2 separate regions of the Anser cygnoides genome follow, and region 1 is linked to region 2. The links are chromatin contacts, called in public Hi-C maps. All regions are on one chromosome and are shown on one strand. Each heading gives the region's core, a stretch centred on a gene start, on an enhancer-like site or on the middle of the called end of the contact. The rest is flanking DNA. Distances are from core to core; before and after follow the strand shown. Region 1 overlaps GRB10 (growth factor receptor bound protein 10). Region 2 overlaps DDC (dopa decarboxylase).

Region 1 (6,384 bases), core at 2,737-5,236, 160 kb before region 2:
ATAATGCCGGTTTTGCCAAGACCAGCCTGTAGAAGTGGAGTCTGCAAAGCCTAGCACGTATGCATGCTGCACAAGTGCATTGCTGAAGCTGTCAGCTAAAGTAGTGTGCTAACTCCAGCCTTACTGGAGAAAAGTCTTTTATGAATAAACTGTGACTGCCAAATGCTGTTGGGAGGTTGCTAATCATGGTCCAGCTCGTGTCACAGCAGATTCTTTTTTTCTGGGGGGCTGAAGAGCCAATTTTCCTGAAAAACAGTATATTTTGGTATGAAACAATACTGCTCTGGTAGCAGTCGTAGTGCAGGTAATGGCAAGACTTGTAACTGGTACTACTCCTTAAAATAAATCTGAAACACCTTCAGAAAATAACTTTCTGGCTCAGCTCTACCAATATGTTGTATAACTGTATCAGCCTGTGTATTAAAGAAAGCTTTTTTCCTTATTGCAGAAGAAACGCTTCACTGATTTGGGGCATGCACACTATGGGTTTAGGTGCTGACAGGCTCCAAAGCCCCAGTTTTTGCTGACTTGAAGAACTTTCTGGGCAGTGGGTTATTAAAACCCAGAAGGGGGTCGGGAGAGAAGTTCTTCCAAGGACAGATTGGCAAGCCTTTCTGCCTTCCCGTGTATCATGGGATGTAATATAATTCCTCTGATCACAACTTCATTTAACAAATTCCCTGCCGCTGCAGAGACACAGACCATGGACGCAGGTCTATCCGTCTGTCAGCCTCTCGTTTTCTTTCTTTCCTGTCTAATTCCTGGCGTGCGGCGTTTCTTGTAGCTTTTGCACTTGCGTACGACAAGCTGTGAAGTCTGGTGAGGCTGTATGAACGCGAGAGCAGCGGTAGCTCTGTGCACGCTGTCAGCTTCTTGCATGCTTTCCGTGATTTGCAGCGTCTACGCGTGGAGGTGCCGCGGTGTGTCAGGTGGAGCACGGGAAGGAACGTGCTGCTAGCTTTGCTACTCGGATCATCTAAAACCGGGCTTCTGTGTTGCTGGTCCTCTATCGTTATCACTGTCAGTCTTAAGAGAGGTCTTGTAAAGTCAGAAGAATGCCAGCAGTTAGTGGTTTTGCTACTTCAGGAGAGAGCCTGACTTCTGACAGAGCTAAGTGGCTTTATTTTAAGCCCTTGTTTGTACAAGCTCTCTTAGCAATGGGAATGTTAAAATTTTAGGTTCACAGTTACTCTGTTGGCTCACTGAGTCTTTCGCTTGGCTCTTACCTAGCCAAATGACTATAGTTAAGAGACAGGAAACCTACTTACAGCTCTTTAATTATGTAATATGTGGGTTGTCTGTGCTTTAAAGTTTTTTTGCCTGGTGTGCAAAGCTTTTTTATTTTTTTCTTTATTTCTGTTGCATGTTAAGCACTGACCCAGAGAAGATGTGTTTTGAGCTCTAGGAAGAGACAGCAGACAATATGTTTGAGTAAACTCGAATCGCTTGCAAAGCAGTGACTTTGGACAAACCTGAGAGCAGCCTTGCTCTTCCCTCAGCACTGTACCTGTGACAAATTTCCTCAGGCCCTGGCGTGTCAGTGGTAAGGCAGGCTGAAAATACGTTGTACCAAACAGCTATCTGCCTGGGGACTGTGTTGCTGTATTTAGCTGTGAAGAAGCCCAGTGACTTGCAGCTTTTAAGAAAGGAGCATCATGTGCATTACCAGTTAATCTCAGCTGCGGGGTCTAGGTTAGAGCTTTGTGGGGTTAGGGCTAGCTCTGTCAGGTGGATTTCTTCCTGTAATAGTGTGCATGCATGCTTTCAGAGGGCTAAGAGTAAAGCCGAGTGACAGAACAGAAACTGTGGCGGCAGATACCAGGGAACTATGCATAGGTGACTACTGGGTTCTTACCATAATTGACTCTGTACTCCCCTCTGTACATCTAATGCTTTGCATAGACTGAAGCTGCAAAACCATGACATAAAAAAAGAAGCATAGCTTAGAAAAAGTGCAAAGCTACTTCACTTTCATGGAAATAGTGTTTTATATGGGAAGTGAAGAATTACCAGAAGCAGTCCTCAGAAGAAATGCTGCTTTATCTGTTTATTGCCTAATGAAACTACAGAAGCATGTTATGAATGGCAGTAGTGGGACAGATAAAGAAGTGTTCATCTACCTTTGTGTCCTTTGGCTAGGAGGAACAAGTTGCAGATATGAAGAGTGTGTAATTTCTACAAGTCTCCCCTTCCTGCTTCTGGGCTCTCTGAGCCAGGAGCTGTGTCTGTGCTTTAGCAGCCCTTGGTAGACTCTTCCTGAGTGAATTTTAATAATTGCTTTTGCTTGAAAACTTCACAGTAGTCTCCTCTGTCTGTGCTAGCAGAAAGTAATTAATCGTGCTTTGCACAAGTTGCCTGAACAGAGTAAAGCTAAGGTGGCTCAAGTAATGACCTGGCTAATCTTCTGTTTACGCTCAGCTAGTTCCAAAACATCTACTTTGGTGTGATAAAGTCGCATCGCCAGGTAGGCAGCGAACTACTGTCGCTGTAGGAGTGCTTGTGTGCAAACTGAGCCCTATCTGTGTTGACAGTCTCTTGAACCGCGTTGGGACCCGTCAGCATGTCTGACTTGACTTTGTTGTGCTGGACGGTGTACAAACATCAGAAGTATGTCATGATCTTAATTTGTCGCTGTGGGATTGCTGGCATGGGCATGCGTGACTCTTGCTCAATTGAACCTTTTGTTCAGGGGCATGGCTGTGTGGGTTTGCAGACAGCTACAGTAAATCCAAAACCGGGGACTGTCGTCTTGGTGGTCTGGACATCCACGGTCTGGACATAGTCCCAGGAGCTTCCGAGAAGCTGTGTTACCGCTGGTGTAGCCTTCCTTAATTTCTTGAACTTCCAGCTACTGCTTAAGTTTAAAAAAAAAAAAAAAAAAAAAAAAAAGTCGAAGTCTTCAGGAGAGGGGGATTTCCGGACTTCTAGAGAAAGCTACTCTAAGCTAAATTCAGGTCCCTTTTTTGCAAAGAAGGGGGAGAAGGGAAGTGTGGATGATACTTTATTATTTGTACTTTGGATCTGCTTCCTCCTATCTAAGCCCTATTTACCAGTAAAATTAGCCTGAATGATGAGATAACCTTTACTGGAGGAACCCAGGATGAGAGGAGCAGCAATATACTGGTCAGCCAAAAAACGTCTCGTACTGATAAATGCTATCCCAAGCAAACACGGAGCTAAGCTGCAGGCAGGAACGGTATCACTTGGAGCCAAGGCAGTGATTAGAGAGCACTTGTGCAGACAGCAGTTACTGTAGTATACAGTTGACCTGTTCTCTGATTTAAATACCAGATTTAGTGTTTTCTTTGATAAACTGAAACACTTATCATGCTAGCTTAAATTGCAGCAAACATTATGTCAAAGTTGAAGGAGTGTACCTTGAAAGGCTTGGTTATAGATTGAAAAATTAATCCAGATTGTCTGGGTTACTGATACACAGAGATAATGCTCTCTATGAATGGACTTTGGCTCTTGGTATGATGCAGCCATGGAGCATTTTGCATCAGAAAATATAGACTTGCAAAAGGACACTGAAATCTAACCTGTAATGCCAGTGTGTTTGGCTGTATAAAATGCTAACTGCTTTAAGAGACTCTATAAAAATAAACCTTGCTTCAGATCATTCTAACACTCTTGCTAGTCACTTGATTAAATCATCCTTGGTTACAGATGCTGACTGATAGAGAAAATAGTACATGCAAACAACTTAGTGAGGGCTAATGCCTCAACAGGCTTCTAAAAATACTGTAATAGCTGGATGGTACAGTAAGCTAAGTAACGTGCTGTGATTTCATATTGAGTGTGTTTATTGGAAGAGAAGAGGGACCTGGGGATTAAACCGTGGAGAAAACACATGACTTATTGGGAGCCCTGTTTCAGCAAGGGGCACGGTGATGGGCCAAAGCAGGTGCCCACTTTGCTGAGGGCCCCGACCTTGTGCTCGACAATAAGGCCGAGCCGGGGCTGCGCCTCGGCAGCTTGGCACGGAGCAATTATATAACTTCTTTTTTTTTTTTTTTTCCCTTTAACCTTGTTCCTGTGTCTATCTGATTGCTGCTGCAGCTGGCGAGGTGCCATTGTTTGTCTTTGAACAACTGACATAAATAGATTCTGGAGGGTCATGTGAAACTACCGTGAGCTCTTTAACATCGCGCCGTGCTTACCTTTCCTCGGCTGCCCGCATTGCTGTAGCAGGTGTGGTTTTGTTTATGCAGGCCTGCCGCTGTACTTTAGCAACGGGGCTGTGCTGGCCCTTAGCGCCCCGAGGAAACCTTTTGCTCCACGCTTGGCTCGAGTTGCAGGCAAGCTCTGCAGACGTGAGCAGGGCTTTGCACCTTCTCAGACAGGCAGGGGTGTCGCGTCCCAGGTTTAGCAACTGGAGCTGCTGCCTCTGAAAAGGTTGCTGCAGGATATCGTGACGTTGGCTTGAGCGTTGTGAATAAGGCCTGTGCTTCTCACTTCTTGTGGTGCAGCTGTAAGGTTACACCGGAGAGGGTGTATGCTATTCCTGTGAGTTACTGGCAATTGCTAGTTAAAAATCTGTTTTAATTGAAGAGTTGGAGGTTTGCAGCCAGCTGTAAGCCTCCGTCTCTGAAATAAGGTCTTGCCAGTTAACAGTTTGTGTGTGGTGCTGTGAGAAACCCCAAAGATGCATCTCAGCCACATCTCGCCTCCATTACTCCGTCAGGGTAGGAACTTCCCCTTCCAGTAGGGACTTTTATGTGTTGGGACAGCTGTAAACACATTAGGTGTGCAACAAATAGCTTACAACTGCTCTTCTTGTTCAACCTTTACTTCTCTTGGGTTGACCTGTTGCTCTTCTTAGCCATTGGGTAATACACAACTGCATCCGTGCATTAGACATCTGCACTTGTTTTTGGGAGGGGGATCTAAGGGTGCTCAACTGCATCGGCATCTGCAGGATTATAGTGACCTGACAAACATCCGAGATGGTGAGTTTCACAGGAAAAGTGCACAAAGAAAAACTGCGTTGAGAGGATGTTCTGCTTTATTCTTAGTGCCTGGGATGTTCAGCTTTCAGCCTTTGTACCAGGTTTGAAATACCTGAGGAGGCTCTGAAGGGATAAGGTAGCCAACACAGAGTCAGAAGGCTTAGTGGTCTCCATTGTATCTGGGGTAGGTAGACAGATATCACGTGTATCGTATCATGACTTGTTAGTGTTAGGTCAGAGGTTGGACTAGGTGATCTTGGAGGTCTCTTCCAACCTAGATGATTCTGTGATTCTGTGATATACTACCTGGAGAAGCTAGAGATGTGGGCACAGGTGAACCGAATGAGGTTCAACAAGTCCAAGAGCAAAGTTCTGCATCTGTGTCGGGGCAGTCCTACACATGAGCACAGACTGGGAGAACTCACTGAGAGCAGCCCTGCAGAGAAGGACTTGGGGGTTCTGGTGGACAAAAAGCTCGACATGAGCCAGCAGTGTGTGCTTGCAGCCCAGAAGGCCAACTGCGTCCTGGGCTGCATCAACAGAGTGGTGGGCAGCAGGTGGAGGGAGGGGACTGTCACCCTCTGCTCTGCCCTTATGAGGCCCCACCTGGAGTGCTGCATCCAGGTCTGGGACCCCCAGCACAAGAAGGATGTGGGGCTGTTAGAGCAGATCCAGGGGAGGGCCACCAGGAGATCAGAGGGCTGGAGCACCTCTCCTATGAAGAAGGGCTGAGAGAGCTGGGGATGTTCAGCCTGGAGAAGAGAAGGCTCTGGGGTAAGCTTATTACAGCTTTTCAATACTTAAAGGAGGCTTATAAAAATGATACAGAGCAACTTTTTGCACAGGCAGATAGTGAAATGACAAGGAGTAATGGCTTTAAACAAGAAGAGGGTAGATTTAGATTAGGTATAAGGTAGAAGTTCTTCACTCAGAGGGTGGTGAGGCACTGGAGCAGGCTGCCCAGAGAAGCTGTGGATGCCCCATCCCTGGAGGTGCTCAAGGCCGGGCTGGATGGGGCTTTGGATCTAATGGGAGGTCTCCCTGCCTATGGCAGGGGGGTTGAAACTGGGTGACTTTTAAGGTCCCTTCCAACCCAAGCTGTTCTATGATATGATATTTGTTTGTAAAAACCACCCTTAGTCATGCCACTGTTGGCAGTTCTTGTCTTAAGAGCACCTGTGGGCTCCTGAATTGGTACCTGATGGTATTGGCTCTGAAGGCACTCAGGAGTTGTGCTTGAGCCTTTTAGGTATCAGTTGGCTCCTGAAGCAAAGCGCTGATATGCTGTTTGAGGCAGTCTCTCTGAAGAATAGATAGTATACTTTATTTAGTATCCTGTATAACTGTATACCGTTGTTATCCCAAAGCGCTATGTCCATTAGGATTTTGAGCGTTACATTGCATTCCATAAGCTGGAAAAGTTGTGCTTTGC
Region 2 (6,644 bases), core at 3,619-6,118:
TGGCTTGCCTGGCAACCCAGGATATAGGTCAAATCCTAATGGCAGCGTTAGAAGAATGCAGCTCTATACGCTATTGTTAATGACACATATACTCCCACAATGCAATTCATCCTGGTTAAATACAGATGTAAGACTAAGGCTTGTAATCAAGGACTAATCATTGATTGCATTCTGCTTCACAGCTTGTGAAAGGCGTTGTTGTGGATCATTAGACACAGCCCCTTACAGGAGCGTAGGATTATTTATCTATCACCAGTTGCTTTCCTCTCTTTGCTACCAGCCTTGCCGCTATCAAATACAAATGGCTGCGACAATGCAGACCGCGAATGTTATCAAATCACCTTGTTACTGAGACGAAACAACCATGTTCATTTCCTGATGTCCAGGAACAGGTTAATGATTGTTGCTTTTTTTTTTTTTTTTTTTTTTTTCTCCCTAGAAAATAACCTTGGAACAGGTTAGAGAGCCAAATGGCTATATGTTGCAGGGAGGAAGGATCGTGTGTTTTGGCTGCGTGCATGTGAGACTGTTGGCAAGAGAGTTTGTAGCACAGGAAACGGAGTCTTTTTTTTTTTTCTTTAAACTCCCAGGAAGGCTGGGAATCAGAAAAATGATGTAGGCTGGTCAATTCACGAGCTACAGTTCTATTTAGTACCTGGTGGCTCATAATGCCAAGAGCACTTAGCACTTTTCCATGGAATTTAAGTGCATACTTCCTCATGAAGCTTGTATTCCACTGCAGGATAAGAAAGCTAGGCAGATGCTTCCATGTGTTCCTAAAGAGGTGCTTTAAGATTTTAGGTCTGTTTAGTTTTTGTCTCTGGCTTACCACAAGTAATCCAGCTTTATATTACAGTTTTCTTTACTGTGAAATCAGCCTAATTACCTGATTCAAAGCAAAGGTAGAGGCATCTTGACACTGTGTGCTCATATAAAAGATATCAAATAATGCCCTCTACTTGCCTCCCTGCACTGAACTGTTTTGTGGCTTGGTCAAACAGTGTAAGGGCTTTTCACCACATCAAATAAAAAGCCGTAACAATGCAGAACGTTATTCACCAAACAGGAAGAGTTCATTTCTGAGTCAAATTTTCCAGTCACTCATTAGACATGCTTAAAAATCAGCAGCAAATACATGAATGGGTACAAAAGCTAGTTAGAAACACATTGTTTTGAGAAACGTCAGTTCATCAAGTGGTGGCATTTCACAGCAGAGGATGAGTGTTGAAATGAGTTCAGAGATTCTGCAAACCAAAATTAATAAAAGCCATCTTAGGTACTGCTTCTTTTCCATACAAGAGGAAAATAAATGTAGTATTTAGTCTGTGATGGGATCTGAAGTATAACAGAAAGGAAAATAATTTCTTCTAAAAATTGTGCTCTACAGAAAACTGTTTGTTAGTGGTATATCCTGGCTAGCTAAGGAGTGAAGCATATTCGCTGTTGAAAATGGTGATGCTGAAGTTTGTAGCAAACAGGCAGGATAGCTAAAATACAGCTTTCTTAATAGCATTAGAATATGATTGTAGGTTTTGGCTGTTATGATAAAGCAATGTGAACATTTTTTCTTTAACTTTCAGGCCTTGTAACAGATTACCGGGTAAGTACAACATCGATATAATCATTAATGTTACTACTTTTATACACTCATATTTCCAGGGATTTTATTTTCCATTACTTTCATAAACTTCAAAACCTTACCTTTCTTTCCATGATGGATGCAGCTTAGTAAATTTTTAACATTACTCAAGGTGAAACTTTAAACTCTGTTTTTTTTTTTTTGGGGGGGGGGGGGGGGGGGAGAAATGTTTAGAGGCAGGATGAGTCTTGCATAAGTAATATTTTAAGATTTAAGCAGTAGAAGATTTCTTAAAGATGATTTCCTAAAGATCGTTTTTCTTAAAATAGTTAATAATATATACTTCTAAAAGTGTGTGTTTTAACTTTGACAATATAAACATTTTTCTTTTGAAATGGAAAATGGGCCAATCATAATAGATGCTGGCCCCACAACTGTACATAAGCCAATGTATGATACTCATTTTTCCAAAACCTTTGAGGAGAATTTGGGATGCAAAAAGACAATTTGGTTTGCCTTGTGACCTTTCCATTCTGACACCAACCTTCTTTTCCACTTTTCATTTGAAAAATTTGAGTATGAAGAGTCATATCAGAGCATTACCCAAAAATAGACATTTTTGTTATTATTTGGCCCACCTCTAGCTATGGCCTCTAGGATCTGGAAATGTGTTATGCTTAAAATCGCTGCAGCACATACCATTTCTGCAGTATCACTGCAAAGCTGACTTCTAACATGGGTGCTCTGCCTTCTCTCCGGCTTGCAGCACTGGCAGATCCCCCTGGGGAGGAGGTTCCGCTCCCTGAAGCTCTGGTTCGTGCTGAGGATGTACGGGGTCACGGGACTGCAGGAGCACATCCGCAAGGTAACACAGATTTGCTTTCTTGGGTAGTCTGTGGTGGGATGGTAAGGGAAAATGAGCTTTACTTACCCCCATCCATTGCCCACAGCTTCTGCACACATTAGAAAGCAGAGGTGACGGCCTTCAGAAAGCTCGAGTCAATAGGAGTACTGCTTTTTGCCCCATGTCGTGTCATGATTCCATATCATGGCAGGATCTCAGCTGTCATCCATTTTGTATTAACCTTTAGAGAAGACAAGCGTAGGAATTTGGAATTTATACAATGCAGGACTGTAGGCCCCTCTCAAATTAAGCCAGAGTGCATTAGTTTTTAAATTTTTATTATTTATTTTTTCCGGGAGAAAAACCATGAAGCATTCATTATCTCTTTATTTCCCTAATGCAGATGCATTGATGGCATGTTTAGATTATGATTAATGTTGTTGGGCTACATTTATGATACAGTACCTTATTGTCCACCTACCCTTGAAGCGATAATTTCTGCTTTCTCTGTTTCCTGTTTAAAATACACATTTTTTAAAAAACGATGTGTACAATTTACAGTTTGTTAACATTGCTGTGAGTAAGCACTAAGTTTATTCTTAATGTAAAAAAGATGGGTTATTTAATCACTAAAAAACACACCTGGCAGCAGTCTAAATGATATATATATACTTCCTCTGCAGCAGTAAAATCAAATTCAAGCATGCCTTTCCTTTTTATGAAGTTTAGGGAAACTTATAATGAGGGGAGCTCCATGACTTCGCTCTAAATATTTACAAAAATATCCATTAGCTTAGACTCTGGTCTAGTATACCAAACCCTCTGCAGGCATGCATTCCTTTCTGTTGTGGTACTAAACAGATGAAGGCCTAAGAAGGGCTTCTTCTGCCATTGTAAAACAGCTGCATGAATAAATCTCTTCCAGTTTGGAAAGGTTCTGGGGTGGAGGAGGGTACCCTTTTTGCTTCTCATTTTTATCACAATATTTTTTGACCAACTCTACAGGGTTTTAAATTATATTTTTAGTTTTAATAAGGCTCTCAGAAGCAAATTTTGAGAACAACAGCAATCCTGATGCTTTATTATCCTTATGGCAATTTGATAGATGCCCTTCCAATGAAAAAAATGATGCATGGTTTGTTACTGCTTTACTAGACTGCCATTACAGTTTCTAGAGCTTTGCTCTCTCAGGTTAGATTTCTGGAGACGACAGTTATTTCAGAATGATGCCAAGGTTTTAAGTAGGGCTAAATCCCTCACTGGGAAAACAGAGGATTGGAAGCCCCATGTTGATGACACGGCCTTTCTCAGGCAGGTTTCCACAATTCAGTATTCACGTTCAACAAGATGCTTCACAGTTCTCTCATTCCCTGTCTCCCAGACATTTCCCTGGCTGTCCAGCCAAAAAGTGCTTGTCTTCCCATTACCGTAGCTGGTTTTGTATTTTCTATGACAACACAGTTTGGTAAGGCAAAGCAAATCAATCCTTTCCTAAAGATACTGACTCTAAAGTTGGAACCCTCTTATGTTCCCTTATTTGCAAAGATAATTCGGAAAACTAGATTTCCAAGGCCTCCTTGAATTGTGCGTGTGTTTAATAGTTCATTAAAGACTAAAGTGTTCCCTGGTACACAGAGGAAAAAAAGTTATGACCTTACGTTTGCAACTTTGGAAAAATATTAAGGGTAATTAAGTGCAGAATTTGACTCAATGTATAATTACAGAGTCACAGAATCATAAAGGTTGGAAAAGACCTCCAAGATCATCTGGTCCAACCATCCCCCCACCACCACTATCACCCACTAAACCATGTCCCCAAGCACCAGGTCCAACCTTTCCTTAAACACTCCCAGGGGCGGTGACACCACCACCTCCCTGGGCAACCCGTTCCAGTGCCTGACTGATCCACCAAACTGGAACCATTAAGTTAGTTCCTCCTCACCCCCTGCCCGGATTACTCATTAAACTGTACTGATTAAATTCAGTGGGCTTCAAACCTGTTTCAAAACAAACAAACATTTCTACCTCTTTCAGTTCAAAGTTTGTTCTTTTTTTTTTCTTTTTTTTTTTTTCTTTTAGTAGTAACGTTTAGAAAAAAAAAAAAAAAGGTTGTTTATTATGTTGCAACCTTTAAGGTCTGCATCAAAATGACCGGATAACCACCGCAGCTTGGTATTTGCTTGTACTGAGACAGGCATTTAGGAACCAAAATATTCCTAGGAGATGAGAATGAGTGACTTTGATTTAGATATAGTAACTTTTTTGTTTTCCAAACCTTCCAGTTATGCACTTTCTTCCCACACAACATGTAATATTAACCTATTGCAAAGTATAGGTTTTAGAGCAGTGGTAAAGGGGAGGGCGGTCATCTCAGAAGGATGTGGGGAGAGAAAAATACAAATTTTGGAGGTAAGTCCCAAAGCTGTGGAGGAGATGTACAAAGAGGGCAAAAGCAACAACAGTCCTCTGGACTGATTCCAAACAGTCAGTATAAATGTGAAACCCCCAAAGTCCATTTGTAAATGGCACATTTGTAAACTGCTTGGCCATGTATTATTTCTTTGTCCTTTTAAGTCATCTCAAAGAGCTCAGAAGTCATCTGAGAAATTTAGAGGTTAATGCTTTCGTAGGTAATCCCCAGGAACATTCTGAGTCAGTTAAATCCTGTGGAGGTCCAGAAGAAATCAGTGTACCACATTCTCCCTTTCTCACCGACAAAAATGAATTCTATTAACAATTAACAGCTGAGATCAAGAAACTGGAACTGTACAGAACAGCAGTCCCAGAGATAGCACTGCAGCTGGGCAGTGGCATCGTCCGAGTGGCTGTTTAGAGGACACTTTTTGCAGCATCTTCATTCATTCTAGTGAGATGTGAGCTAAAGCAGGCAGAGAGGTGAAATCTGTAGAAGAAAAGTATGAAGTGATCAAGGCTGTGCAAGTATGTGTACTTGCATATACACATTATTGCACTCTGATGCTTCTGAGAAACTCCCTTGTATCAAAAACTGTTTTAGTTCTGGAAGGAGTTGCCCGACTATTCCATTCTCAATTGAAACATTTAAATGCAACAGCCCATATCTGTATATGTGCTTCTATTTTTCTGTATATGCACACATATACATACTTAAATACAGATTTTTTTAAATAAGAACCACATCTTAACACCTCACAAGTGCACTGCTCCCATGAGTAAGACATTTCCCCTAATCCTGAATAATCACATTACTTAGATCCCCTTTTTTGCTTTCTCAATGCAAAAGGGCAATGGTTATTTACCTGAGATAGAGGGACACAAAAATCCCTTGCCGTACCCATGCCCAGAGAGGGGTTACAGCTCTTCCAGTCGAGAGAGGCAGGTGTGACGCTTCACAGAGTTTGAACTTCCAGGGTTAATAACGTTTAACTTTATTGGATTTATTTATGTTTGGTTGCAACAATCTTTGTAAAAGCAATTCAGGATATTAGCTTACGGTTCAAAGGTGCAGGGCCTTGGGTCACTGTGCTAAGCAAAGCTGGGGGGGAGGAAAGCTAAGCAAGTGAAACTTGTTAGTTCCTCCTTTCTCTACTTCTCAGTCCTGCCTGTAAAAATCTAAAACACTTGGTGCCCCCCGGTGGCTTTTCAAATTATTGCTACTTGATAAAGCTTGCTACGAAAAAAATGACTTCCATACAGAATGCTTCCAGCATTTTAATTTGTGTTTTACTGAATACGCTATATTTTTCCTTGCTTTTATTTCTTTCAAATCCTTTAGCGCAAAAAATTGGAAATACTTGGTATAGAAAGTGTACAGCAAGTGTCTGTAGTTTTCTTGTACAAACTACTTGCAGTAAGCCAATCTCAAATTTTTGCTTTATTCAGTTCTCACCCAGGTAAATTTTGATTAACTTCTGTTGGTGATTACATTTGGTTGAACAGTTGTGGAAATCTATTGTCATTGAACGTCTCACTGAAAGTCATTCATCTCACTGAACAGGATTTTTTTTATGGCCTTAACTTCCAAGAGCTGGTGTGTGCATTGTGAAATTTTGCTGAGCTGTGTAAAAGACATAACTTGTTTGATGCTATGGAAATGAGGGCTGGAGGAGGTAGCAGAAGACTGTTACAACCTGCATGTATATTTCACATAAGTTTCCCATGCACTTATGCATACAAAAATATGTATGTATACACATACTTCTGGTCAAATTTCATAGTTTTAAGCCCATGCTATTTATAGTG

The links. Hi-C and Micro-C count contacts between places; a contact is called where the count stands out from the background.
Region 1: a Hi-C map of liver shows a contact between it and region 2, with 16 times the contacts expected there. The contact joins two enhancer-like sites. A contact is called at or near these places in 2 of 7 Hi-C or Micro-C datasets (both in liver).

What each region holds. Positions count from the first base shown.
Region 1 is chr2:90,048,638-90,055,021 of Taihu_goose_T2T_genome, reverse strand. The region is part of intron 1 of GRB10 (growth factor receptor bound protein 10); the gene reads left to right. Among named protein-coding and RNA genes, the nearest start is that of GRB10, 58 kb to the left of the region's middle. Within about 2 kb of position 3,986, at least 3 of the 3 cell types and tissues checked have open chromatin away from gene starts, as enhancers often do. A contact at or near this core is called in liver, where this site is marked.
Region 2 is chr2:89,889,090-89,895,733 of Taihu_goose_T2T_genome, reverse strand. It overlaps DDC (dopa decarboxylase), which reads left to right. Exons shown (of 14, transcript XM_066992604.1): 11 at 1,581-1,600; 12 at 2,346-2,444. Among named protein-coding and RNA genes, the nearest start is that of FIGNL1, 13 kb to the right of the region's middle. Within about 2 kb of position 4,868, at least 3 of the 3 cell types and tissues checked have open chromatin away from gene starts, as enhancers often do. A contact at or near this core is called in liver, where this site is marked.